2 separate regions of the Anas platyrhynchos genome follow, and region 2 is linked to region 1. Evidence: chromatin contacts called from public Hi-C data. All regions are on one chromosome and are shown on one strand. Each heading gives the region's core, a stretch centred on a gene start, on an enhancer-like site or on the middle of the called end of the contact. The rest is flanking DNA. Distances are from core to core; before and after follow the strand shown. Region 1 holds the start of UPF1 (UPF1 RNA helicase and ATPase). Region 2 holds the start of REX1BD (required for excision 1-B domain containing).

The links. A called contact is a pair of places that touch in the nucleus more often than the background predicts.
Region 2: a Hi-C map of subcutaneous adipose tissue shows a contact between it and region 1, with 2.5 times the contacts expected there. The contact joins the promoter of REX1BD here to the promoter of UPF1 in region 1. A contact is called at or near these places in 3 of 8 Hi-C or Micro-C datasets (liver, skeletal muscle and subcutaneous adipose tissue).

Annotation. Positions count from the first base shown.
Region 1 is chr29:1,620,968-1,624,179 of IASCAAS_PekinDuck_T2T, reverse strand. UPF1 (UPF1 RNA helicase and ATPase) reads left to right here and starts at 1,695. Exons shown (of 24, transcript XM_038169253.2): 1 at 1,695-2,326. The coding sequence starts at 2,102. It overlaps LOC139999775 (a long non-coding RNA gene), which reads right to left and starts at 1,397. Exons shown (of 4, transcript XR_011805293.1): 1 at 844-1,397; 2 at 1-79.
Region 2 is chr29:1,767,490-1,770,701 of IASCAAS_PekinDuck_T2T, reverse strand. It overlaps REX1BD (required for excision 1-B domain containing), which reads left to right and starts at 1,614. Exons shown (of 5, transcript XM_038169189.2): 1 at 1,614-1,717; 2 at 2,102-2,184. The coding sequence starts at 1,715. UBA52 (ubiquitin A-52 residue ribosomal protein fusion product 1) reads left to right here. Exons shown (of 5, transcript XM_072029201.1): 2 at 699-821; 3 at 928-1,014; 4 at 1,113-1,215; 5 at 1,365-1,527. The coding sequence starts at 719. The coding sequence ends at 1,458.

The DNA.
Region 1 (3,212 bases), core at 446-2,945:
ATCCTTTTCAATCTTCATCTAGATCTTTTCAGCTTCACAGCTGCAAATCTGGTATGTTGCTTCCGTTCCATGCTTTACCCTACACCAAAAGCAAGAACAAAATTGAAGTTACTTATATACTTGTATACTGATACATATTTGCATCTTAGCGGGAAGGCTTTATTAAGGAAAAGGGACCGAATATCCTAACCTTTCAAATCAATGCTTTTCACAACACCCAGGAGATACCTTAGAAGAGCTTTGGTTTGTGCTAATAATGTTGAAATGAGGGCACCCAAATCCCAAACTTGCTGTTTATTTATGGACTGAAGCATGCACTACTACTCATCTCCGCGCAGCCCAGTCCTTCATCTTCCAGAGAGCATCCATGGCCCACCCCACTGCATTCATCTCGTACCAATTCAGCCTTCAGACTATCACACAGTTATATTAGGTATCACAGGCATAATAGGTATTACAGCTGGAGCAGGCATTACCATAATACCAAATCCTTCTTAATCAGCACGTCTGTCTCAAAACTCTTAACACCCCTGCAGAGCAGCCTTGCCCAGACCATGCCTCCGGTAGCAGACACCACACACCCCTTCAAATGGGGACATGAGGCAGGCTGCAGCAATTTCAGGTGGTATGAAGGAGGGAATGAAGGCCCCAGGCTGTCCCCACACCTACCCCAGGCCCCTCACATTAACCTTGTGGCACCATGGGGGCACTATCTGGCTTCACACCCTGCAGCTGCTGCCTCTGCCAGGGCTGGCAGCCAGCACAGCCCTTCTTCTCCTCCCTGCAACCGTCCCGGGGCCCTTTGTGGAGAAGATGCCAACCACCTCAGGGAAATTAATTTACCACCTCAGGGTGATCCGCTCCCTCAGGGTGATACGCAGCCACCTCAGGGCAATCTGCCACCTCAGGGTGATTGATCTGCTCCCTCAGGGTGATCTAATACCTCAGGGTATTGATCCGCTCCCTCAGGGTGATCTGCCACCTCTGGGTGATCAATCCACCACCTCAGAGTGTTCTGCTCCTTCAGGGTGATCCGCAGCCACCTCAGGGCGATCGATCCGCTCCCTCAAAGCGATCCAGTCCCTCAGGGAGATCTGCCGCCACCTCAGGGTGATCCACTGCCACCTCAGGGCAATCGATTCACCACCTCAGGGCGATCCACTCCCTCAGGGTGATTGATCTGCTCCCTCAGGGCGATTGATCTGCCACCTCAGGGTGATCTGCTCCCTCAGGGTGATCGATCCACTCCCTCGGGGTGACGTGCTCCTTAAGGGCGATTGATCTGCTCCCTCAGAGCAATCGATCCACTCCCTCAGGGAGATCAGCTCCCTCAGGACAATCAATCCACCCCTTCACGCCACCCAGCCCCTCAGGTCACCCTCCCCTCTCCCTCACGACTTCTCCCCCCACCTCAGCGCTCTCCACCCCCCACCCCGCCCCCTTCACCCCGCCCCCCCACCTCCACTCGAGGGCCCATTGGCCGTCACCTCCATCAATCACCACCCCGTCCCCACCCCCTTCCCCCCCCCTCACCTCCCCCATTCCCTTTGGCGCCAACCTCCCCTTACCCCCCCCTCCCCCCCCCTTTCCCCCCCCTCCCTCCAGGCACCGCGCGCCCCCTCAGGCTGCAGCCCCGCCCCCCTCCCTCCCTCCCCGGGTGCGCGCGCTCCGCGTCCCCGTTGCCCCCCCCCCTCCCCTCCCCTCACGGGGCGGGGCGGGGCGTCGGGGCCGCGCGCTGCGCGTCACCGCTTCAGGGCCAGGCCTTGGCGCGCGGCGGCGGCGGCAGCGGCCGCTCGGCTCCGTTTTGGGCTCCCGCTCGGCTCCTCCCCGCGTTTCCCCCCACCTCAAGGCTCCCCTCAGGGTTCCCCCTTCTCCGTCTCCGTCCCCTCGTCGGGTTCGGTTCGCCCCCGGGGCCTTCCGTTGGGCGGCGGGAGCGAGCGCGGCCTGGTGCGCGCGGCGGAGCCCGCCGCTGGCGTAGCGCCGGGGCCCGGGCTGCGTGAGGTGAGGCCGGGCTGAGGTGAGGTGAGAGAGGAGGGAGAAGGGGGGGAAGGGGGAAGAAGCGCCGCTTCTCCTCTTCCTCCTCTTCCTCCTCGCCGCCGCCATGAGCGTGGAGGCGTACGGCCCCAGCTCGCAGACCCTCACCTTCCTGGACACCGAGGAGGCCGAGCTGCTCGGCGCCGACACTCAAGGCTCCGAGTTCGAGTTTACCGACTTCACCCTCCCCAGTCAGACCCAGACACCGCCAGGGCCCGGTCAGGCAGGGCCGGGACAAGGCCAAGGCCCCCCCGGAGCGGCCCAAGGCCCGCCAGGCCCCATCGAGGCGCAGGTGAGTACCGAGGGGGGGGGACACACAACGGGGGGGGGGCGGCTCCGGTACCGGGGAGGAGATGGGGGGGGGGGGGGGTCCGGAAGGGGCGGGCGGGGCCGCCGAGGGGAAGCCCTGGGCGGCCCCCGGGGCTCGGAGCTCGGCCCCCGGCCGGGGAAGAAGAAGGGGAAGCGGCCCCTGGAGGCCGGGCCTGGCACCGAGCGCCGCTCTCCGGGGCGGAGGAGGGAGCTCCGGGCCTCCTGACAGCCGGGCGGCGCCCGCCGGTGCGGTGCCGAAGGCTCCTGGTTGGGAGGGGAGGGGAGGGGGGGGGGTTGGCGATTTCGGTTTCTTTTCCTCTTTAAAATCCCATCCGAGGCAGCGTTCTGTTGCTGGAAGTTGGATGCTGCGAGGACTCAGCGCTGCTCCGTTTAAAAATCGCCTTTCTTCTCGACTCCAGCCACCGTGCGCTTTTAATTAATTAATTAATTATTACTATTTTTTTTTCCCCTTCCTACGTTGCCACCTTTGCTGCGGTATAGTTGCTAGGCTGGTTTGTTTTGGGTTTGTATGGGAGTGACAGCTGATACGGCCTCACACTCGTGCTCAGAGGTCCGGTTCCTCGTCGCTTAAAAGTGGTTTTTTTTCACGTAGTCTTCTGGTGGCTGTGTTTATGGTTTACCAATTTAGAAACGAAAGAAAAAAGGCAGCTAGGGCCATACACGCACAAGCCAAGAAGTGTTGTAAATAAAAATACTGCTCCTTGCTGTCCTACAACTTGACTCCATGAAGAAAAAAAAAGAGTTCAAAAAATAAAGTCAAACTGATCTGCCTTTAAAAATTATAGAATACATTGTGAAGTTTACATCTTACACCTATCTAAATATAGTCCTGGTATTAACAATTAAAT
Region 2 (3,212 bases), core at 365-2,864, 150 kb before region 1:
ATCCCCCAGTGTGGCTGCCCCTGGGACCTGCTTTTACTTATTTATTTAAATGTTATTTATTTATTTTTATTTATTTTATTTACTTATTTTTATTTATTTAACCAACTTTAAAACTTCAGGCCCCGCCGTGGTCCCCATTTGGCTCCCAGCCGTGCCCGGGACCGCGTGGACCCCCCCTGGGGGCTGCTGCCCGGGGGGCTGCCGCTGCCCCTGGGGCTCCTGGAGCTGCGGGAGGGCAGCGGGGACCGGGGGGGGGGGACCGGGAGGGACCGGGGGGGGGGGCCGGGGCCGTGCTCGGGGCCCAAGAACCGGGCCCGCGGCCGCCCTGAGGCAGCTGCGCACTGCGCCTGCGCGCACCGTGGGGGGGGTGGGGACCGGTTGTGACGTAGCAGCGGGCGGCTTCCGGTTCCGCTCTCTCTCTCTCGTCGGCGGCGAGGCGCGGTGCGGGCGGGCTGCGGGGCCTGAGGGGGGGGGGGGCGGCACCGGGGGGGGCACCGGGGGTCGGGGACGGGCCCCGAGGGGCGCGGATGGTGCCCAAGGGACGTGGGATGGGGCCCGGGGCGGGTCGTGAGGGTCGTGGGTTGAGGCCCGGGGGTTGAGGGGAGCGGGGCCGGGAGCGGGGGCTGGGCCTCGGCCTCGGCCTAGGGCGGGCGGCGGTGACGCGGCCTCAACCCCCCCCCCCCTCCCTCCTTCTAGACCCCCCCCCCCCGGTGCCAAGATGCAGATCTTCGTGAAGACGCTGACGGGCAAAACCATCACCCTGGAGGTGGAGCCCAACGACACGATCGAGAACGTCAAAGCCAAGATCCAGGACAAGGAAGGTACCGGCGGCACCCGGCCCGGCCCCCCCCCGTTATCCACCACCCCCCCCCCCCACCGTTACCCGGTGCTAACGGCTTCCTTCACCCCCCCCCCCTTTTTTTTTAGGGATCCCCCCCGACCAGCAGCGGCTGATCTTCGCGGGCAAGCAGCTGGAGGATGGCCGCACGCTCGCCGACTACAACATCCAGAAAGGTGCCTGTGGTGGCCGAGCCCCGCACATGGATTTGGGCCCCCCCGGTGGTCCCCAGCACCCCCCCCCCGGTGCCCGCTGATGTTTGTCTCTCTTCCAGAGTCCACCCTGCACCTGGTGCTGCGCCTGCGCGGGGGCATCATCGAGCCCTCCCTGCGGCAGCTCGCCCAGAAGTACAACTGTGACAAAATGATCTGCCGCAAGTACGGCCCTGACCCCTCTGACACCCCCCTAAAACCCCCCACATCACCCAGGGCTCTCCCCACGCTTCATCCCTTTCCCTAAAAACCCTTTTCCAGCCCTTTTTCCTCTCACCTGCCCCTCGCTGACGTTTCTCTGCTCCCTTTTCCAGGTGCTACGCTCGCCTCCATCCCCGCGCCGTCAACTGCCGCAAGAAGAAGTGCGGCCACACCAACAACCTGCGCCCCAAGAAGAAGGTCAAGTAGAGCCCTTGGGGCCCGGCCCCGCGCGGCCACGGCGCCGTCCCAATAAAATATCTCAGCGTTCGCACCCTGTCCTGTTGTTTTTTTGCCCCGAAATGTCGTGGTTTTGTGTGAAAAGGGGGCTGGAGGGGGGGGGTGGTGGTGATGCCGGGCGGTGCCTGCAGGTGGCGGCGGTGCCGCGCTGCGCCGCGCTCCGCCTCCGGTCCTACCGGGCCTGCGCCCTCCGCCACCGCCGCCGAGCAGGGCCCGGGACCGGGCCATGGTGAGCGGGACGGGGCCGTAACGGGGTGGGACAGGGAGCGGAACCGGGAGCGGTTCCCCGAGGGGTTGGGAGGGTCCTGGGGTAACCGGGACCGGGCCGTGTGGCTGGGGGGGGAGAGGGGGCGGGTTCCGCCGTGCCTCTGCGGTGACTCCCGGTACCGATCCCCGGTCCCGGTGCTGATCCCCGGTCCCGTGCTCCGTGCGCGCTTACGGACCGGGATCGCGCTCGGTTCTGACCCAGCGGAACCGGGCACGGAGCTCCTGGGGGGGCGCCTCGGTGCTGCGGTACCGGAGCCGTGCGTTGGGGTCGTTAACGGGGAGGGAGCGGGCACCGGGCCGGTGCCCCACGTCCCCGCCGCCCCTTTCTCTTCCCCCCCCTCCCCAGACCGACGAGGCGGTGCGGGCGCTGCTGCAGCGCTTCTACGCCCTGCAGGGAGAGCGCGTGGAGGCGTACCGGCTGCTGGAGGAGTGAGTAATGGGAACGGGGAACGGGGCCCTCGCAGCGGTGGTGAAGCCCTAATGGGGTGGAACCCTAATGGGATGGAATCCCCCGGCCCTATTGGGATGGAATCCCCCAGCCCTATCGGGATAAATCCCTCAGTCCTAACGGGGTGGAATCCCCCTGCCCTATTGGGATGGAAGCTCCCAGCCCTAACGGGACAGAAGTCCCCAACCCTATTGGGATAAATCCCTTGGTCCTATCAGGATGGAATCCCCCAGTCCTATTGGGATGGTTCCCCAAGACATAATGGAATGGAATCCCCCAGCCCTATCAGGATGGAATCCCCTGGCCCTATGGGGATGGATTCCCCAGCCATAATGGGACAGAATCCCCCAGCCCTACCGAGATAAATCCCTCAGTCCTAACGGGGTGGAAACCCCCAGCCTTATCAGGACGAATCCTCCAGCCCTATTGGGATGGAAGCTCCCAGCCCTAATGGGACAAATCCCCCAGCCCTAATGGGACAGAAGTCCCCAACCCTATTGGGATAAATCCCTCAGTCCTATCAGGATGGAATCCCCCAGCCCTAATGAGATGAAATCCCCAAGTCCTATCAGGATGGATCCCCAAGACCTAATGGAATGGAAATCCCCAGCCCTAATGGGATGGATCCCCCAGCCCTATTGGGATGGAATCCCCTGGCCCTATGGGGATGGATTCCCCAGCCTTAAAGGGATGGAATCCCTCAGCCCTATTGGGATGGAAGCTCCCAGCCCTAATGGGACAAATCCCCCAGCCCTAATGGGATGGAAGCCCCCAACCCTATGGGGATAAATTCCCCCAGCCCTAATGGGGTGGAATCCCCCAGCCCCATCAGACTGGCTTCCCCCCTCCCTATTTCTGCACCCCCATGGGATCAAGCTGCCGGGGTTGCTGACGAGCTCCAGCTGGCAGGGGACGCCCGCCCCGGACACCTGCATCCCATTTTCGCAGCAGCCGGGGGATGATTTATTCCGGGGGAGCGAAAGGGATCCCTCCAACCCCAAAACCAAAA